2 separate regions of the Mus musculus genome follow, and region 1 is linked to region 2. The links are chromatin contacts, called in public promoter capture Hi-C maps. All regions are on one chromosome and are shown on one strand. The core of a region is the stretch at or near the end of the contact, and the rest is flanking DNA. Distances in the headings are between cores, read along the strand shown.

Region 1 (2,700 bases), core at 47-2,546, 170 kb before region 2:
GGGCCAATCCCTACAGGTAAGAAAAACTATTTTTTAAAAGATAATTATTAGTATTATACTCTCATGTAGGTCATAGATTAAGATACTAAATGACAGAAAAGCAACGATTTATTGAACACAAAACTTGGAACCAGGTACATTGGAAAGTTGTGTGTGTTGTACGATGTATGTGTATGTTGTATGTGAGTATGTTTGTGGATGTGCATGTGGAGGCTAGAGAAGGATCTAGAAGAACCTATATCATCTCCACCTTATGTCCTGAGACAGGTTCTCTGAGCACACCTAAAGTCTCCTGCTCGGTGAGGTGAGACTACCTGACGAGTGAGTCCGCAGGGTTATTTGCCTAGTCTGCTCTCCCAGTGCTCGGCTTAAAGGCAGACATAGGCAAGCCTGGTTTTTATGTGGCCACTGGGGATTTGAACTCAGGTCCTGAGGCTTGCACAGCAAGCTATCTCCTCAGCCCCACATTTGCTTTTAACGGAGGAAGTAGAAGGAAAGGAAGTAGAAGAGATGCTTGTCTTCCTATGAGGTAAAAACCTGCATATTTTGAAAATGATACATTTCGGAAAAATATATGACGAAATTTTCTATAGCATGGCATTACATACATACATACATACATACATACATACATACATACATACATAAATAAATAAATAGTCAGTCAGTCAGTCAGTCAGTCAGTATCTAGTTTTAAGTAAAGGGTAGGTAAGTATTTCCAGAATACTTCATGCTTCTCAAGGTGCCAATTTCCTTTTAGCTTGTTTTTTTAAAAGCATCTATTTTAGAACCTTAACAAGGTCAAGTACATAGCTGATAGCATTTAAACATATTCACTGTTAAGTGTGTGCCCACGTAATGACTGACTAATTTAACTTACAAATATCAGAAGTGTTCTCAGTTCCCTTGATAAAGGGATTCCGGTGGCTCTGTATTGTCTAGAATCCCAGGCCAGGGGCTTTCTGCATTTGCGGAGGCGATGGAGACACTGCCTGCACCCACTGACACAGGAAGCATGGGGTGAACAAACAATCCCATTCCCTACTAAGGCTGTTTCTTTTCCACTTTCCATCCTTCAGTATTTCCAAAATAGCTGAACACTGCTGCTGCACTCATGGAAGTGGAATGGCAAGGGATCCTTAACCAGGATATTAATTCGGGATGGATGTTTTCATGGTAAAATTACGGAGGTAATAGGATTTTTTTTCAGAGGCCCAGTAGGAAAAACATAGCGACTGTATTTAGGTCACACTTCACTCTTCATTTCCTTGTTTCCCAAACACTAGTTTCCATGGCGATCTGATCTCCTCATATGCCTGGGGCTTCAATTCTAAACCTTTCCTAGTCAAGCCTCAGGCACAGTTGTGGCTGGAAGCTTGTGGAGGGCTTTCCAGGGTCAGCTCTACTTACACTGTCTCCGATGGAGCGAAGCTTGTAGAATGGTTGAATGTAAAACCAGGACCCTTCATTTCCAGCCTCGTCCAACGTCACCCTCATGGCGTTCTTCTCTAGCAAGGCTGGGAGCCTCTTATTCACAGTCAGGTATTTATTGCTTTTCAAATGCAGGAGCTAAAAATCCATCAAGAGAATGAGATATGAGCGGGCCTGTGAACTCTCTGCCATAGCTCTCTTTGTCAAGTAAATTTTGTAACAGACATTCCTCCCACCACTAAGCTGCTGAGAAGCAGAAGAAACATAAAGTGCCCAACCTGGAAACAACAAGCAAAGGAACAGCGAACAGAGGCAGAGAAGAGGGCCAGGGAGAAGGAAAAATTGTTTGCCTTTTTTTTTTTTCCATCAACATGGCCTTGGGCAAGAGAGACACTGTGGAAGCCAATTATTCCATCATCTGAGGCTGCTAGAGAGGCATGGCATCATACTGTGGATAGGGGCTAAGGGACTGTAGTCTAGCTAGGCACCGATTCCAGAGGGGAATGAAGGAAGGGCGTTTTGTCACTATGCACTAGTCTGATTTAAAAGGCAGTTCCATCATTCTCTGTGAAGGACGCCCTGAGCATCCACCTTCACTGACTGCTGCATCCTTCACTCAAAGATGTTGATTACATGAAACATAAAGGAGGGAAGATGCAGATGAAAAAGAGTTTATCTAGTAATCTGGACCAGTAAGCATTACCATGGCTTCCCATGTTTATGGATCAAAGAGAAACACAAACTCATGACTTCTCAGTCCCTAGAGGGGGAAGGCCAGCTTGTGACTTCATTGCTGCTGCCCCATCTCTTGTTCACATGATAACACAAGAGCAGCAGCCTTAAAAGGCCAACGAATCTTGATAGGGCTGCTGAGAGTAGAGGAATAACCTGTACCATTTGTGAATTCTTGATGGCCTGTGGGTAAGATAAGTTGAGACAATAATGTCCTCCCAGGCCCTTGATGCTCCTCCAGGAACAGCCTCTGATCATCCACTGACTCACCTTCCCACAGGTGAGTTCCAAAGCCTGAGACCAGAAATAAAACTGAGATCTCTTAAACCCATTCTAAAAGCAGATACCTCGTCAACTGGTTTGGCATGTCTTCCTTGAAACCTCACAGGACTGGAATGTATTGGCTGCCAGTACCCTTCATGTACTTTTTAAATCCTCAGTTGCAGCCAGTTCTGCAATCTAACCAACTGAGTATCTCCTACTCAGCCTCAAAGGACTGGCCTCGCTTGACAACAGGATGGAACTTCACAAGGGCAC
Region 2 (2,766 bases), core at 26-2,525:
TAGGAATTGAACTCTGGTCCTCTGGAAGAGCAGTCACTCCTCTTCCATGGCTAAAACCATCTCTCTTAGCAAGTGTTGTCTTTCCAGTAAGTTACCAGGTGATGCTCTTACTGTTGCTATGGTCCAGGTTTGGCTTTGGACCCGGGACAAGGGACTGAGGTGCATATTTTACAATCAAAGCAGACCTGGCCTCCAGGTTAATCCAGCATACTTAGGTTCCTACTGGGCATACCCTGTCCCCAAGTAGGCCCCTGGCTGCCTGCTCTTCCCTATATAATCCAGACATTTGTTCCTCTCTCTCTCTCTCTACCCCTCTCTCTCTCCCTCTCTCCCCTTCCTCTCCCCTTTCACCTCCTCCTCCTCCTCTTCCTCCTCTTGAAAGAACATAGGTGGGGGTTGGAGATAGGGAGGCGCCAGGCCAGTCCGGACATTCTTGTATGTCTTCCCTATCTTTATGGCTAGTTGGTTCCTGGGATGACTTTACAGCCTTTGTTCTTTGTCTTAGGCCCAAAAAGCCCTCCTAACTAGCAAGCCGCATGAGTCATGGACCTTGAATTTTAATTTTCTTTCACTTTCTCTCTCTGCCCTGTGTGCCCTTTCTCTCTTTCTCCCCACCCCCCACCTTGGTGATGTTTCTGGCCTTGGTCCTTGGGGGCCAGTGAACTCACTCAAGAGCAGCTTCCCAATAAACCTATCTTCAATATATTCTAATTTGGCATTTATTGGTCTATTTTACCAGTGGAGAAATAACCTATCAGTCCAAACTTTGCGAAGTGTTATTTTATACAATCTCATAGTCTAGATTTACCTAACTCTACTCACTGGTCTTTTTCACTATGCTCACTTTCCTAAGTCCAATTTCTGAATTGCTTATAGAGCTCAAAATTCAGGGTTTCTGGTTAGATACCTTGGAGTTAGATTTTGGTTTTGACATGTTTGATACGTGATTTGAGCAGACCACTTAATTGTCCTGTCAACACAATGTAGCAGCATCACGAGAACTAAGTACTTAAAAAAAAAAATGAGTGTTTATGTAGTAAGGTAGTGGTGCTCAGCAAATGCTGAATAAATTCAACTAGCTTTCAACCACGAAACTAGAGAGGGGCACATTGTCTGCGGAAGGCCTTGAATATCATAGAGCTTTGTTGTGGTTTGCATGCTTTTAACATTAGCAGGCAAACTCTGGCTAACTACCTGGAAGCAGTCTCAGGCTATTATTTATTACCTATGTCAGCCAAAGCCGCTGCTTTAAGCACCACAGGTCACGTGATCTCCATGGGTCACATGACTCCGGGAACAACATGGCTGCGCCCGCGCGAGAGCCGGCTCTCCGCTGCTGCATCAGACTGGCGCGAGTCTTCTTGCTGCTGGTGTTGGCGTGCGAGGTGGCGGGAAGCGATGAGGCCGAGGCCAGGGAAGGTGCGGCGTCCCTTGCGGGCTCGTGCGGCTGCGGAACGCCCCAGAGGGCCGGGGCCCATGGCAGCTCGGCGGCGGCGCAGCGCTACTCCCGGGAGGCGAACGCCCCGGGCCTGACCTCAGGCCCGCGACCGCTCGCGCTCACCAAGGTGCGCCTTCCATTCCTGGGGCGTGTGGGTGTCGTTGGCTACGGCATGAGGCCTCGCTGGGCCAGAAGAGGGGGGATTCGGAACTCCTGGAAAGGGTCGAACCACATCCCAAGTCTCTCAGCTACAGATCTCATTTGACAGATGTCCTCCCCCCTGCCCCCCCCCCCCCCACTGGGAGATGGGCAGGGGTTTGTGGCTGTGTTTATCACTAAAACTTAAGAGAGCTTAGCTTGAAGAGTGCTGTCCATTCTTTCTTACCTCTTCTTGCCCACTTCCCCCTTCCTCCACTCCGCCCTCCTGCTGCAGAGCTCCAGGAAAAGTCTGATGGATTCGGGTTTAAGTTCTAGTTTTAGTACCTGTGGAGCCTGAGTCTCCAACACTGCCTTAAACTCACTGTGCTCGCAGACTTGTATTTATTCTGTAGTGCTTAGCACTCCGACTGCAAAGAAGTATGGAGCCGAGTGTACTTTATTGCTTTTATTTATGTCTTTGTGTAGTGCATAGGTGTGTTAGATGTTAGTATGTACGGATGAAAACAGTGAATATAGAAATGGACCTTCATTCTACTTGCTAGCTTTAGGGAATTCACCCCAGGCCCTCTGAATAACACTTTTCTTTTGTACTCCTATCCAGTCTATCCTTGTTTCCCAGGTCTCTTTTCTTTCCTCTATGTTAATTGGCACTTAAGTTCAGGAGTTGGTGAGGGGTAACATCTCCTGTGGGTCTTCCCTCCCTTTCAATATTTCCATAGATTGACTCAGTGGTAGGTAGCAGTGCGACAACTAAAGATGCTTGTCTATAAATCCCCACAGCATTTTTTGGAGGGCAGTTGCCCAGTGGCCACTTGTCTATTTTGCTTACTGCAGTGCAGTGTTGTTTTTCTGTTACCTACTTGATGATGGAAAGAGTTTTAGATCTGATTTATTCTCTATGGATTTGCCCCCCTCCTCCCATCCCAGTGCCTAACCTATTTTAGACATTCTGTAATATCTCTTGAGTGATGTTTGTTTGTTTATTTATTTATTGGTAGCTACACTATTGAGAGGCTATTTTGGGGGTGAAGGTTATCGGGCACTTTTCAAAGAAAGCCTTTGTAAATATATACTTCTACTGTGTACCCAGAGAATCCTGTGCAGTCCATCGTCTTCTGGGTCATAGGTGAGGCAACTGAAGCTTCATGAGTCAAACATTAGTGCTGGAA

What was found. Promoter capture Hi-C pulls out the DNA fragments that hold promoters and counts their contacts.
Region 1: a contact with region 2 is called in a promoter capture Hi-C map of hippocampal neurons, with 3 times the contacts expected there. The contact joins the enhancer-like site here to the promoter of Sumf1 in region 2. A contact is called at or near these places in 9 of 39 promoter capture datasets (3T3-L1-derived adipocytes, the C10 cell line, cranial neural crest and 4 more), 3 of 484 Hi-C or Micro-C datasets (bone marrow-derived macrophages, embryonic fibroblasts and nephron progenitors), 9 of 115 datasets of contacts at active chromatin or transcription factors (the NIH/3T3 cell line, bone marrow-derived macrophages, craniofacial prominence and 3 more) and 4 of 9 other capture datasets (adipose tissue, embryonic stem cells, liver and 1 more).

What each region holds. Positions count from the first base shown.
Region 1 is chr6:108,350,862-108,353,561 of GRCm38.p6, reverse strand. It overlaps Itpr1 (inositol 1,4,5-trisphosphate receptor 1), which reads right to left. Exons shown (of 62, transcript NM_010585.5): 7 at 1,411-1,569. Among named protein-coding and RNA genes, the nearest start is that of Gm35165, 120 kb to the left of the region's middle. Within about 2 kb of position 1,296, at least 19 of the 459 cell types and tissues checked have an H3K27ac peak or open chromatin away from gene starts, as enhancers often do. A contact at or near this core is called in hippocampal neurons, where this site is marked.
Region 2 is chr6:108,184,092-108,186,857 of GRCm38.p6, reverse strand. Sumf1 (sulfatase modifying factor 1) reads left to right here and starts at 1,275. Exons shown (of 9, transcript NM_145937.3): 1 at 1,275-1,565. The coding sequence starts at 1,302.